Regions from separate parts of the Anas platyrhynchos genome. Here all the other regions are linked to region 2. A link is a contact called in public Hi-C data. All regions are on one chromosome and are shown on one strand. Each heading gives the region's core, a stretch centred on a gene start, on an enhancer-like site or on the middle of the called end of the contact. The rest is flanking DNA. Distances are from core to core; before and after follow the strand shown. Region 1 overlaps NDRG4 (NDRG family member 4). Region 2 overlaps NLRC5 (NLR family CARD domain containing 5). Region 3 holds the start of PSME3IP1 (proteasome activator subunit 3 interacting protein 1).

Region 1 (4,413 bases), core at 1,848-4,347, 100 kb before region 2:
TTTGTGGTGTGCCACGTGGATGCGCCAGGACAACAGGCAGGAGCCTCGCAGTTCCCACAGGGGTAGGTGCCAGCCCTGGGGACATCCTGATGGGATGTCACCTCCCTGCCCACCGGGATGTCACTGCCCGGGCCATCAGCTGCCTGTGGGCCCCTTGAAGCCGTGTCAAAGCCCGGGGCTGGTGGGTGAGCAGGCAGGTGGTGTTTACCTGCCCCACATCCACCTCCCCGTGCCTCCCTGTGCTGCAGGTACCAGTACCCGTCCATGGACCAGCTGGCTGCCATGTTACCCAGCGTGGTGCAGCATTTCGGGTGAGTCAGCTCTCCTCCGAGGGGCTGGGAAGGACCTGGGGCTGGGACTGGGGCTGGGGGTCTTACCTGGCACCCTGCATGGCCTTTTGTGCCCCATCCTGGTTGGAGGCAGAGGGGTGCCCCGGGGGAGGTGTCCTGGAGCCCACCGTTTCCCCATCCGCGCCTCTCTGCTTTCCAGGTTCAAGTATGTGATCGGGATCGGCGTTGGGGCAGGAGCCTACGTGCTGGCCAAGTTTGCGGTGAGCCTGGGGCCGGGATGGAGTCACCTGTGCCTCCTGCCAGCCTGGGGCCTGGGGCAGAGGAGGAGCTGACGGCCCGGGCACGCCGTGCCGCTGCTAAGGCTCCTGGAGAGAGGGGCAGGCCAGGATGGCCGTGCTGTGGTCAAGGGGCTGGGCAGTCCCGTGCCTGCTGCAGCTGAGCCGGGTCTCCCGTCCCACCATGTCAGCCCCCTTTGCCCTGTGCCGCCCCTGATCCCAGGGCTCCTGGGGATGTCCCTGGCCTGGCTGCGGTGCCCACGCGATGGGCAGTGATGCTGGTGGGCGCATTGCTCCTTCCTGCTGAGCATCACCTCTCTTGCTTGGTGCAGCTCATCTTCCCTGACCTGGTTGAAGGGCTGGTCCTCATGAACATCGACCCCAACGGCAAAGGCTGGATTGACTGGGCAGCTGCCAAGGTGGGCACAGCCCCAAACCCCTCCAAGCCCTGGCGGCTCCTTGGGGCTCGGGGTCCCCATCCTGTGCCACCCTACGGGGCCAGGGCAGGAGCCAGCCACGGTGGGACAACAACTCCTCGTGTTCCCTCCACAGCTCTCGGGCCTCACCAGCACGCTGCCGGACACAGTCCTGTCACACCTCTTCAGCCAGGTAAGGGCTGCCCACCCTGCCCTGTCCCCCACTGTGCCCCCTGCCCAGCATCCTGGCCACGTGGCTGTGCCCTGCCCCCTGTGCTGGGTGCTGTGGTGCCACCAGACCTGACCCAGACCCGGGGATGAGGTTGGAGAAGTCCTGCTCGCATGCCTCCTGCTTGATCCAGGGCTCAGCCCCAGCTGATGCCATGTGTGACCTGTGTCCTGCCCAGGCACGCTGCCCACAGCATCCTCTTGCTCTGCTCCGTCAGCGGGCAAGGCACGGGCAGGCCTGGGAGAGCAGAAGGGCTCCACAGCACCTAGCAGCCTCTGCCCTGATTTTCTGTCCCCTGTTGGCACAGGAGGAGCTGGTGAACAACACAGAGCTGGTGCAGAGTTACCGGCAGCAGATCGGCAGTGTGGTCAACCAGTTCAACCTCCAGCTATTCCTCAACATGTACAACAGGTGAGTGGCCGCCTTTGCCATGCTGATGAACTGCAGCAGCGGTGTGCATGTGGAGGGAGTTGCTGCTCCACTGAGTGCTGCATCCCATGGTGTGGGCTCTGCTCAGGGCTCGGGGGTGCAGCAGGGATCGCAGGGTGCTGGGACGCTGGGGCTGAGAGACGCTTTCCCAGAGCGGTGCCCCAGCTCTGTGCTATGATGTCCATGGCAGTGCCTGCCTAAGGACTCACACTGGCTCTCTCCTTCTTCTCTGCCAGCCGCAGGGACCTGGACATCAACCGGCCTGGGACTGTGCCCAACGCCAAGACTCTGCGGTAAGAGTCGCTCTGGCACAGCGCGGGGGATGCAGGGTGGCAGAGCCCAGCACCAGCCCTGACCATGCCCTTTGCCCTTTCCTCTCACTTCCAGCTGCCCCGTGATGCTGGTGGTGGGGGACAACGCGCCTGCTGAAGAAGGGGTGGTGAGTGAGGGCGTGGGGCTGTGGTGCCTGCAGGGTGGCGAAGGGATGGTTCCCCTGTGTGGGCACGCTCCTGTGCACTGCTCAGACCTGGAAACTGCCACGTGCAGGAGCACTCCGTGCACCCAAAATGCTGCTTGCACACGTGTGTGCTTGCACGTGCCCGCATGGTCAACATTTGCACAATCAGCTGCAGGTACTGTGCAGGTGGCCATGCTTGTACACGTGTGTAACTGTGTGTGCACCCCCCTCCAGCACATCTACGTGTGTGTATGTGCTTGTAGACACGTGGGCACACACGGGTGCCTCACGAGACACCCCTCCCTCTCCAGCCCCTCACTTGAGGTGGGGATGGTCCATCCTGCCCAGACACTGTGGAAGTGGAAGGTCCCTTACGTCCCACAGCAGGTGGTGGTGGTGTCAGGGGGCTCAGAGCTCACCCAGCACCCTGCCTGCTGTGGGATGTGCTGGTCGCAGTGTCAGGGATCAGTTGTGATATCCATGGGCAACTTCTGCCAGGCTCAGGGCACCCCAGGGTGCTCATACCGTCCCTCTCACCCGCAGGTGGACTGTAACTCCAAGCTGGATCCCACCAACACCACCTTCCTGAAGGTAAGCGGGTGGCAGAGGGGCAGCAGGGTGGCTCCCGCTGCATGTGCAGTGCCCTGTCACCTTGAGCCCCAGCACTGCAGGGTGTCCCCGTCTCCCTGTCACAGGTTTGTCCTGGCTGTGGGGCTGGGGTGAGTGGGGAGAGCGGGGTGGCCTTGGCAGCAGCATCCTGCCAGTGGTGGATAGAGGACAGGGTGGGGGTAAGAGGCATCCCCAAACTAACCAGCGCCTTCTCTCTGCAGATGGCAGACTCTGGTGGGCTGCCCCAGGTCACACAGGTGAGCCTCCCCAGTTTCCTCAGTCAGCTGCGTGTACTGGGCCCTGAGGCACGGACTGGTGCTGTCCCTGGCTAGCAGGGAACGGGCTGACGTGGGCACAGGAGTCCTGCGTGGGGGATAGAGGAGGTGGCTTGGGCCTGGGTGGGGATCTCAGCCCTGCTGCTGCCTCAGCTCCTCCTGCTCTCTCCCCGCAGCCCGGCAAGCTGACTGAAGCCTTCAAGTACTTCCTGCAAGGCATGGGCTACAGTGAGTGCCAGGGCTGGGCACAGGGCTGGCCTGGGCGTGTGCGTGCACATGCGTGTGCGTGTGTGTGCAGCCCCTGCCGCAGAAGAGCCTGGCACCCGCGTGTGCCCTGCTGGAGGGCTGCGTGTGCATCGGTAGCGTTACACGTGTGGCTGCACAAGGTGCCCGTGCGTGTGCTTGGGGTGTGGAGCACGCAGGCTCTGCGTGTGCCAGGGCTGTGTGTGTGTGTGTAGGTGTGTGAGCAGGGTCTCTATGGGTGTGTACCTACATGTGTGTGTGTGGATGTGTGAGCAGGGGCTGTGTTTGCACATGGGTGTGGAGAGTTCCCGTGTGTGTGTGTGCAGGTCCATGTGCACACCTACAGGTCTGTGTGCACACATTTGTGGGGCCAGGCGGGGACTCCTGGCCCCACGGAGCCACCGGCATGGCTGACGTTCTTTCTCTGCCCTCCCTGCCCCTGTCCTGCCCCGCCAGTCGCCCACCTGAAGGATCGGAGGCTGAGTGGAGGCACAGGTACCGCTCAGTGCTGCTCGGCCCGTGCCCACCACTGCATGGTGCCCTCCTGGCCCTGAGCCCCCCGTGGCAGGACACTCCTGCTGGCCGGCGTCCCCAAAGCTGCCCGGGCACCTTTGGGAGCAGTCTGGGTACAGAGCTGGCCCTTCCCAGCCAGGCATCTTCTGTCTCGCTCTGCTTTGCTCGAGATGATGGGCTGTCCCCACGCTCTGCCTCACACCCTGAGCCGGGGCTGAGAGCTGAGAACTGGCATTCAGAGAAGTATCCCCATGCAGGCACGGTCTCAGCAGCATGCCCACCGTGCCCTCTTCCAGCTGGACAGGAGCTGTGCCACCCTGCCTGGAGGAGGGCCTCACCTCCCCCAGCCACCCTGGGCAGCCAGGAGAGCTCCCATCCCCACTTACACCCTCCCTGGAGCATTGAGGCCTCTCGGGGCTTCCTCTGGCCTCCTTCCCGGTGGCCACCCGCCCAGGAGCTTTACCAGCTGTGCCTGGTGTGCAGCCTGCCCCAGGGCTCCCCATCCTGCCCCCCGTCCTGTCGTCAGCCTGGAGCTTCTCCTGTTGTAGCACTGCATGCCGCGAGCTTGCGCCGGGGGCCGTTTGCATTGGGGAGCGGGACCTGCGTCCCCACCAGCGGCTTTGCTTGCGTGAGGTAATGTCAGCTCTGTTTCCTTCTGGACCTCGGAGCGAGCCGAG
Region 2 (4,049 bases), core at 1,268-3,767:
TTGTGCTTTACAGCATAAAAGAGCCATGGGTATGTAAAAAAAGTGTCATGAACCTTCTTGAGCTGGCTGTCCAGGCCTGTGGAAACATTACTGCAATCACGTAAGTAGCACCTCAAGTTCTGGTATCTTTTAGATATTTTAATTTAGCCTGGGACTTGTAAAGAAACAGTATTGAAGCCAGCACTTCAACTTACTCTTGTTCTCTATGCTCTGACGCCAGTGCATTTGTAAGCCATTAACCACCTTAAGTTGACTTAGACCCAAATGCCTGGAAGGTTGAAGTTCTTACAAAGTTTGTGGTCACACAGCTTAGAGGTTCAGTGGAAAGGAGGCCCTGTTCTTGGTCTCCCTTGGGAGAGGGGATGTCCAGATATGTAGTTTGTATTGGGCACAGAGAATTCATGCAGCAGAGGTGTGCTCTCCCCATCACAGAAAAAGCTGCTGACCGAGCTTGTGGTGTACTTGAACATCAAAGGATCCAGTCACAGAACAGGGCCATAGGAAGCAGCTCTGTGACCTATGCTGCCCATGGACTGGCTCATTTACAATTAGAGGCTGTTTTTTTAGTTTAAACATTGCAAACCTGTTTGGAAATGCATGGTTAGCATTCATATAGCAGCATAGTCTTGTCCCATCCCGTGCTCTGTTTTTCTTCTTTAAAACATGATTTGCTCCCTCAAGAGTGCACAGGTTTATGATGTTCTCTAATCTCTATCTTCCAGGATATGTAAAGATAAAAGCCTCTTCCAATTAGGCGTAAGCTTCCCATGCTGCCTGGAGAAGGTGGAATCAGTCGTTAGCAGGTGAGAAAGCATCTATTTGTCATTTTCCACTTGTTCTGCTGCTCACCATGGGATGAAAAATATCTTCAGAGTGTCTGAGGCTCTCATCTCCATACATTCAGTTTCAGAACACCTCTATGGTGTTCAGAACACCTCTATGGTGTTCTGAAAGGCAGAGGAACCTTATTTGTGCACACGTGATTTGCAGGACACCCATACTGGAACTACTTAAGGCTATAAAAATCTTCTATCTTCCCTGCAGGACCAGGGGTGCTTGCTCAGAAGACTTGAGCACTTCAGAGACCGTTACAACATGCTGGTTTCTGCATGAACTTGTAGGACAAGAACAGCATCAGTGTCTTCTTCCCTTTGTGTAGCTGAAGAAGGCAGCACTGATCTTGTGCAGTTGGGGAGGGCTGTGTTTCACTGTGCTAGACTGTGGTGTAGACAAGACACAGGAGAGTCTGGAGAGGGCATTTCCCAAGCCCTGATCTGTTCCTAAGCTTGGCCATAAAGGGCACCAGCTGCTGCAGTGGGAAGGCTGTGTATAACCATGGGAATTGCTGATCATCCCTGTTAACTTGTGTGTGTTTGTAACCTGCAGATTGAATCTCCATGAGCCAGAAATCAAGCGTGCTTGCTTCTATCAAAGGGTTCTTGAAAAATGCATCCAGCTTCAGGAACTGAGGTGAGTTGCCAGGCATCACAGATGATTTTTGGGGGAAGAGAGTAGCTTTTCTTTTTCTGTTTGTGAGGGCACACAGTGGGTCGGGGAGAGGCCAGTGCAAGGTAACAGTCCCTACCCTCTGGATCCCCTACCTTGAGTGTTTGAATGGGAAACAGAAAAGACCCATAAACCTCATGGTTTCCTGGGGTATCCCGTGAAGGCATCTAAATCTCCCCTGTAACCAACTAATCTGTGCTCTCCCATCATGACTGGGAGATACACTGGGACCATGTCAAGTGTCAATATCTTGACAATTCTTGAGTGTCCCAGCACTGGGGTGCTTTAGCTGTAGGCTTGGTACAAACCTTTTGTCACCAGTGGATCATCAGCTCAGATCTGTTGTTCTGTTCTTGCAGATGGTCTCATGTTGAACTCCACGATGATGACACAAAAATTCTAGTCACAGTTTTGCTACCTCTTCCAAAGCTGAAGAAGTTTGAGTATGTCCCCATCTGTGGTCGCTTCTTTATGCTTTATGGTTTGCTCAGCCCTGTGCGTCTGACCCTGATGCTCTCTGAATCGCTTTTTCTGGAATATGGCCATGAGCTTTGTGATCTCTGCTGCGCTATGTCTAGCTTGTGAACTCAACAGCTCTGTGTAGCCTGTGTTGTGAGTGGTTGTAGAGCCATCATTTGCATGTTTCAAGGTTTTCCTCTTTTCCTTTTGGCAAATGAAAGTGGCTTAAGATGGAGACCTTGGCTTTTGTTTACGTTGTACGTAATTTTATACTGCCCTACTATGTAAAAGATTTTTCTGGTATGAGTATCATTCAGTCCTTTTCACAGCCCTCTTCAACTGTCTGCTGCAAGTTCATAAATGAGAGGCAAGCTTATAAAGGGTATCTCTGTCCAGTAGAATGCTGGGGGGATTGGTTAGCCCAGAGATGGTCTGCACGTGTATATCCTGTGTCTTAGAGATCTCTCTGAACTACCCACTCCTCATAGTCCTGTACACTGGAGATGGGGAATTCTCTCCAAACTCATTGGTCCCTGATATTGGTCCCTCTGCTGGCCAGAGTTTGGAATGGGACAGCAGGCTTGTCAGTGAAGTAAACTCCCTTTTCTCGCTGTGCTGAGAACTGACCTTCTTATCTAATCTTCGCTATTTCTCAGGCTGACCTCTTGCAGTATTATGCCAACTGGGATTGATTACTTGATCACAGGCTTGCAGAAGTGCCAGGCCATTGAAGAGCTCAGGTGAGTGTACCAGGCTGTCCAGTGTCTGCCAGGTCTTTCTCAAAGCTGTAGTTAAACTACACACTCTCCTGTTTGTACTATGTACAGACATAGTTTTCTGTATGGCTAGAGGACTTCAGATAGGGAAAAAGCAACAACACCCTTTTATATGCAGTGAAGGATGGATAGGAGAAACAGAGATCAGTGGTCTGGGGCAAGGAACATCGAGTGAAGAAATCAAGTGTTTTGGTAGCTGGTATTTGCTGGGAGGCAGTGATTCCAGCGTGGCAGTTCCAGAGCTAACAGTTTGCTCCTGGAGGATGATCTGGTGGCCTGCATGCAGAAGTGGCTTTTCCAGGCACCTACATGTGAGGCATCCTTCTGTTACAAAGCGCCCCTGGACCACAAGGGCTTTGCCATATTGTGGGCACGGTGGCACCCTGCTCCAGAGATTTAGGATTCTTGGTGTTTTATCAGCATCCAAAAGCATCCAGTAGAATTGTTTTAGGGAACAAAATTGAAAACTACTCACAAGGACTAGAATACACTCCTATTTCTCTTTGCCCTTGTACTGCTGTCTTCTGTTCTAAATGCTTTCATAGCTGCCCGTGGGTAATTAGTTGTTCCTGTGTTATTTTGTCTTTTAGCCTGGGCCACATGAAACTCAGTGATGCGGCCATTCCTATGCTTGTGCTGGGCCTCTGTAAAATGCCATCTCTGAAAAGGCTAATGTAAGTATGTGACTGCAGCTCACCTCTAGCCCATCTTCTGGTATTGAATAACACGAGCTTGATGTCCTTTCTCCTGGGGATGTCCTTTCCAGCTTGAACCATAACAGTATCGGTAATGATGGTTGCTCCAGACTCGCAGAAGCCTTGAGGAACATGCACTGCATGGAAGAAATCAAGTAAGTTCTGTCTTTCTTACAATCTCACATCAGCAGAGTGGTGACCCCTAGTGACAACATTTGGAGAGATCCAGATGTGCTCATACACGATGTAGTGAAAGCAAAGAGGTTACAAAATGCTCATGTATGAGGTAGCTGGGGTTTGAGGTAAATCAGAGCCTGATGTTGGGAAGGTGAGAGTTTGGTCTAATGTCATTCTGCTGCAGTTACATAGAAAATGTGTTAAATTTAGCATCTGGGTTTAAATATTTTCTGAAAACCCTGTTTAGAACAGGGCCGGAGTCCCCCTTTTCTCCTGAGAGAACCTCAAACCAAGCTGTTCCCTGTTCTGAAAATATCTGAATCTAGAGCCAACCCCAGGCTTGCTCTGCTTTTTTGACCCCCTTCTTTCTACCCAGGTCCTGTCCCTCCTCGACCGTAGTGGTTTGGAAGATTACAGCCAGCTGTGTTTTGGGATT
Region 3 (4,504 bases), core at 1,497-3,996, 81 kb after region 2:
ATGTGTAAAAAAACAACAGCTCTTAGTTTCTTCATGTGAAAACCTTTAGAACTTGTACAATGCAAGCTACTACTTTTACTTCTGTTCTCCGTGTAAGTGAAACGTTCTCTGATCTCTTTCCTTCAGTTATTAAAATCTATCCGATACCTTCCGGATCTTCAGGTTTTCGGACCTTTTCCCATTCCTCTTGCCTTCTCTTTCGCCGTTCCTCTAGCTCCGCTTCAGATACAAACCTCTTGTTAATCACAAGGTCAGCAGTCCCATCTCCCCCATCCATTGTGGAACAGCCTGTCCTAAAAACACAACACGACATTAGGACACCCCCTGAAAAGAGACCCGCTACACTCAGAAGGATCTTTGCAAGAGAAAACAGGTGGAGGCTAGAAACCAAACACGGAGAGCACTTGATACTGATTGGTAACGAACATTCCTCAGCTGCACATCTGCTGCAGGGGCTTTTTGGAAGCAGGGACATGAACAGTATACCACAATGTAAAGCAGATATTACTACCACATTCTTACACCATAGTCCAAAGTCTCAGAGGCACACTTTATAGACAAATAAAATTAGAGGATGAATAAAACTGCAGCTGGCTGAAGACAGTAAGTGCCGACTGAGATAAGCACTAACTGCATGAGTGATAGCACCTAAGGCTGATGGCATCACCTATTACTCCTTCTTTACTCTTTCTGCTAATTACATCTTTCCTGTTAGTTGTCTGCCTCAGGCCACCTTTCCAGAAGTCCTATTTCAATGTAATTTTCCCCACACCGCCTTGGATTTACCTTGTTTAAAAAATAAATTTACAGAAACCCACATCCCCACTCCTTTAATTTCAGTTCTTATACCCCTCTACTCCAAGGAAAGGATACGACATTTGTTACATGAATTCCTTTCACTCATCCCGTGAAAACTTGAGAACGCTTGCCTATTTTCAAGGAATTCAATACATGAACATATTTCACATTTCTAAGAGCTTAACAGTGAGACTTCAGCAATTACCAACTAAACTTCCTGATCTTCAAAAGCACCCTGCAGCTCTGCATCACACAGACTGTGCACATCATCCCTGAAGAGCATGTGGACGTGCCCCAGTCCAAGCCCATCCCAGGCACGGCTGCAGGCACCCTCCCGTGCTCCGACAGCTCACCAGCAGAATGCAGGCAGTGCAGAAAACAAATTTGTGAAGCAGGGTCCCTGGAGCCAGACCTGCCCACACTGCACTGGGGGAGCTAGCAGGGAGCAGGGGGTGAGACCAACCTGTGTCAGGTCTACGGTGCTCAACAGGTGAGGGAGGGAATGCCCTTGGGCTAAAATGCGGCTGGGATTAGAAATCCGGACAGACTCTTCACATGCTGCACCCCCTCCTTTGCTTTGAGCTCCTGATACCCAAGGACTAGGCCCAGGGTGGAGATGCACCAAGGAATCAGCCTAGGAAGGAAACACGAGGTCTTAAGATCCACAACCCCAGGATGAAGTAAGGCCAAGCTGCTTGTGCTACTCAAGTGGCTCCCGACGAGATTTGTTTTGGCAGCTCCATGCTAAAAACTAGAGGAGGAACAAAACTTGTTTCTTACATCACGCCCCTATACGCAAGCACAATATAAACACAGTACCAATAGCTATTCAGCCAAAGCCATGCTAACACCGCAGTTACTGTCCAGTTCCTTCATATTTCCTTGATGTAACTTCAACAAGTACCTCAGGACTACAGATAATTGCCCCCCGCACTGCTAATTACTGTCCATTTCGGACCTCACCCTGCTTGCATTTCAGCGCTGGAAGAGAACCCAGTCCATTTATTCTTCCAGGAAGGGCGGGATGCAGTAACTCAAATAACAGAAGGAACCAGTTTACCGCCCATCTTCCACACCACAACAAACCCACTCCAGCAGAAAGCAGTCCTGAAATTCTCACGAAAACTGACACTTCTGTGGGGTATTGCTTGCAATACAAACAAAAAATTGAGATCTCAGAAAGCCAGGTCGGAGCACCGTACAAATACTTGTTAGATGCATGATGCATTTTTAAGGTGGGAATTATCAAAAGGAGACAAAAAAGGATTTTCTTTTAAGAAGTGGGGCAAGGAAGGACTGACCACGGGGTGGTGATTTGCCTTTTTTTTTCCGAGTATCTGACAAATACCTGCTACTAAGATGGGTCCAGCTTCCAGAACACACAGAACACCTGCTCTTAGAGCGTCATTTCTGACAGTGGCTGGAACTGGAAACCTTTGGAGAAGGTGAAGGTTGGATCTCCCTCCTGAACACAGGCCCTCAGCACAAGGCTTCAAACACCGCACAAACAAGGCAGCCCGCATCCCCACTCACCCCACCTCACCCTGCCCGTTTGGACAGGAACCCAAACGCCCTGACAGAGCGGTGACAGCGCCAGAGAAACGAAGCGCAGCAGCCCCCCGCCGCCCCGGCCCCGCGCCGCCAGCCCCGGGCAGCGCCTCACACGGCCCGAGCCTGCTCCCACCCCCGGGGCCTGCTCCCGGGACCGCCCCTCAGCGGCCCCGCGCCCCGTTCCCGGCCCTCCCCCCCCGTTCCCGTTCCCATTCCCGCTTCCGCCCCCGTTCCCGTACCCGTGCCCGTGCCCGGGCCCCGTCAGAGCGAGCGGCGCGGCCGAGCCCCGAGCGGCGCCATGCAGCAGGCCCAGCCCCCCCCCCGGCCCCGAGGCCCCGCCCCTTCCGCCCCCAGCGGCGGCCAATCAGGGGAGCGCTTCCTGAGGCAGAGGGGAGGGAGGGGGGCGCGGGTGACGTCACACGGGGGCGGGGCGGGGGCCGGTTGCTAGGGAACGGCGGGGGGCGGGGCCTCGGGGCGGGGCGGGGCGGGGCGGGGGGGGCGGGGCAGCCTCCATCTTAGCGCGCGCCGCCGCGGCACAAAGGGAGCGGCGCCGCCTGCACGGGGCCCTGCGGCGGGCACGGTGCGGACGGCGGCTACGGGTGGGCACCGCACGCCATTACCGGGGGCTGTCCCGTAAGGGCTGGGCCGGGCCGGGTGGGGGGAGGCCGATACCGCGAGGCTGGCACCGGGAGGGCGCTGCCCCGTCGGTTCCCGCTTGGGGAAGGGCACCTCGGGGCGGGACGGGCTGCCCGGCCATAACGGGAGGAGGTGGTGGTTTTGGGGGGGGTGCTCGGTAGGGCCGGGCCCGGTTGTGGGCTCCCCGGTTGCGGGAGCCCCGCCCCGAGGCCCCGCCGGTGGCCGGCAGGAAGCGACGGGAACGCCCGTGCCGGTGGCGTGAGGCCGCGGAGCCCAGAGCCCCGCACCGGCACCGCGGGGGGAAACCCGGGGCCCCTCCGGTACAGCCCCGGGGGGCAGCGGCTGGGCTGTGGCCGTGGCTCGGTGCCCGGCGCTGCCCGTTACCCGGCCCCGTGCAGCCGTTCCGCCGGTAATCCCCGTTGTGCCCCGCTGGTTCCTGTCCCGCCCGCCTTCGTTTTCAGCCCTTTTGCAGCTGCTCTGCCTCCCATCTTCATGCCCGTAGGTGCGGTGCCCCTGCCAGGTAGGTTCCTCCCCGGTGTTGGTGTCTGGTCTTCCCGTTCTGGTGTCACCAAGCCTCGCTCTCAGCGGCCACCCCAGCCCCATCGTTATCTGGGCGCTCAGTGGGGTCCCTCAGCATCTCCCCCAGGGGCTCTGGGCTGTGGGAAGCACAAGGCGTAAGAGCTGCCTTCTTCTGAATGTCTCTAGCCTTCCAGACACCTCACTGCTTTCTGAATGTTGATTTATTTTTTCCTTTTATGTTCATGTCAGCATTTGTTACCCTTGATACAGGAGGCTTTTTTCCGCTCTGCAATGGTTTTGTCTTAGGTCTTTAACTTCTGCCTGTCCTCTGCCAGCAGTGCTGTTTTCCATTATTTTTTTTCTTATGCCGATCCTCAGTTCAGTTCTACTTTACTCATCGTTTTCTACATACCCATCCTGATCAGTGCCCTGACACTACTGTCACATGAAGACCCACGTATGTTTGTCTCAGTAGTTATTCTCACCACCACCAAGTAATCTGAAATACCCTCTCAGCTTTTTGTCTACTGTTGGGCACGTGTCCTTGGCTGTGAAGTTTGTGAGGACCATGCGTTCTCAAAACTTGCCGATCATTTTTCAGAATTTAGGATGCTGTTAAGTGTTTGTTTTTTTTAGGTTCATCCAAAGGCAAATAATTGATCTGTTCTTTGCTCTGATCTATATCTGGCCTCTTCTTCTATGAGTGGTTTTGCATATGGCTTTGTTCTTGTCTGCTGAAGCACACTCAGCAAGAGTTCCTCTGTCCTGATGGCACCTGGGTGTCTGTTCCCTCCTTTAGGTAATTTCTGTTATTGCTTTGTACCTCAGTCAGTTATCTGTTCTGATGTACAAGTCCAACTGAATAGGTTGTGTGTTTGTCCTGGTATCTCTCTGTGTGTGCAGCACAGATGGAGCTATATGATTGCTGCTCGCTGTCTCTCCTTCTCATCTAAACAGTCTCCTGAGATTCCTGCTAATTTCAATTTCAGCATCTGCTTAC

The links. A called contact is a pair of places that touch in the nucleus more often than the background predicts.
Region 1: a contact with region 2 is called in a Hi-C map of skeletal muscle, with 3 times the contacts expected there. The contact joins two enhancer-like sites. A contact is called at or near these places in 3 of 8 Hi-C or Micro-C datasets (liver, skeletal muscle and subcutaneous adipose tissue).
Region 3: a Hi-C map of liver shows a contact between it and region 2, with 2.1 times the contacts expected there. The contact joins the promoter of PSME3IP1 here to the enhancer-like site in region 2. A contact is called at or near these places in 3 of 8 Hi-C or Micro-C datasets (liver, skeletal muscle and subcutaneous adipose tissue).

The regions. Positions count from the first base shown.
Region 1 is chr12:11,455,979-11,460,391 of IASCAAS_PekinDuck_T2T, forward strand. NDRG4 (NDRG family member 4) reads left to right here. Exons shown (of 17, transcript XM_038185450.2): 5 at 1-62; 6 at 249-311; 7 at 490-550; 8 at 898-984; 9 at 1,118-1,174; 10 at 1,518-1,621; 11 at 1,876-1,932; 12 at 2,027-2,078; 13 at 2,640-2,687; 14 at 2,927-2,962; 15 at 3,157-3,208; 16 at 3,680-3,718. Among named protein-coding and RNA genes, the nearest start is that of GFOD2, 14 kb to the right of the region's middle. Within about 2 kb of position 3,098, at least 1 of the 8 cell types and tissues checked has an H3K27ac peak or open chromatin away from gene starts, as enhancers often do.
Region 2 is chr12:11,557,809-11,561,857 of IASCAAS_PekinDuck_T2T, forward strand. NLRC5 (NLR family CARD domain containing 5) reads left to right here. Exons shown (of 48, transcript XM_013099982.5): 33 at 14-100; 34 at 723-803; 35 at 1,387-1,470; 36 at 1,866-1,949; 37 at 2,622-2,705; 38 at 3,332-3,415; 39 at 3,508-3,591. Among named protein-coding and RNA genes, the nearest start is that of CPNE2, 13 kb to the right of the region's middle. Within about 2 kb of position 2,518, at least 2 of the 8 cell types and tissues checked have an H3K27ac peak or open chromatin away from gene starts, as enhancers often do. A contact at or near this core is called in subcutaneous adipose tissue, where this site is marked.
Region 3 is chr12:11,638,551-11,643,054 of IASCAAS_PekinDuck_T2T, forward strand. PSME3IP1 (proteasome activator subunit 3 interacting protein 1) reads right to left here and starts at 2,747. Exons shown (of 7, transcript XM_072043985.1): 1 at 2,595-2,747; 2 at 148-293. The coding sequence starts at 277. It overlaps RSPRY1 (ring finger and SPRY domain containing 1), which reads left to right and starts at 2,800. Exons shown (of 17, transcript XM_027465858.3): 1 at 2,800-2,948.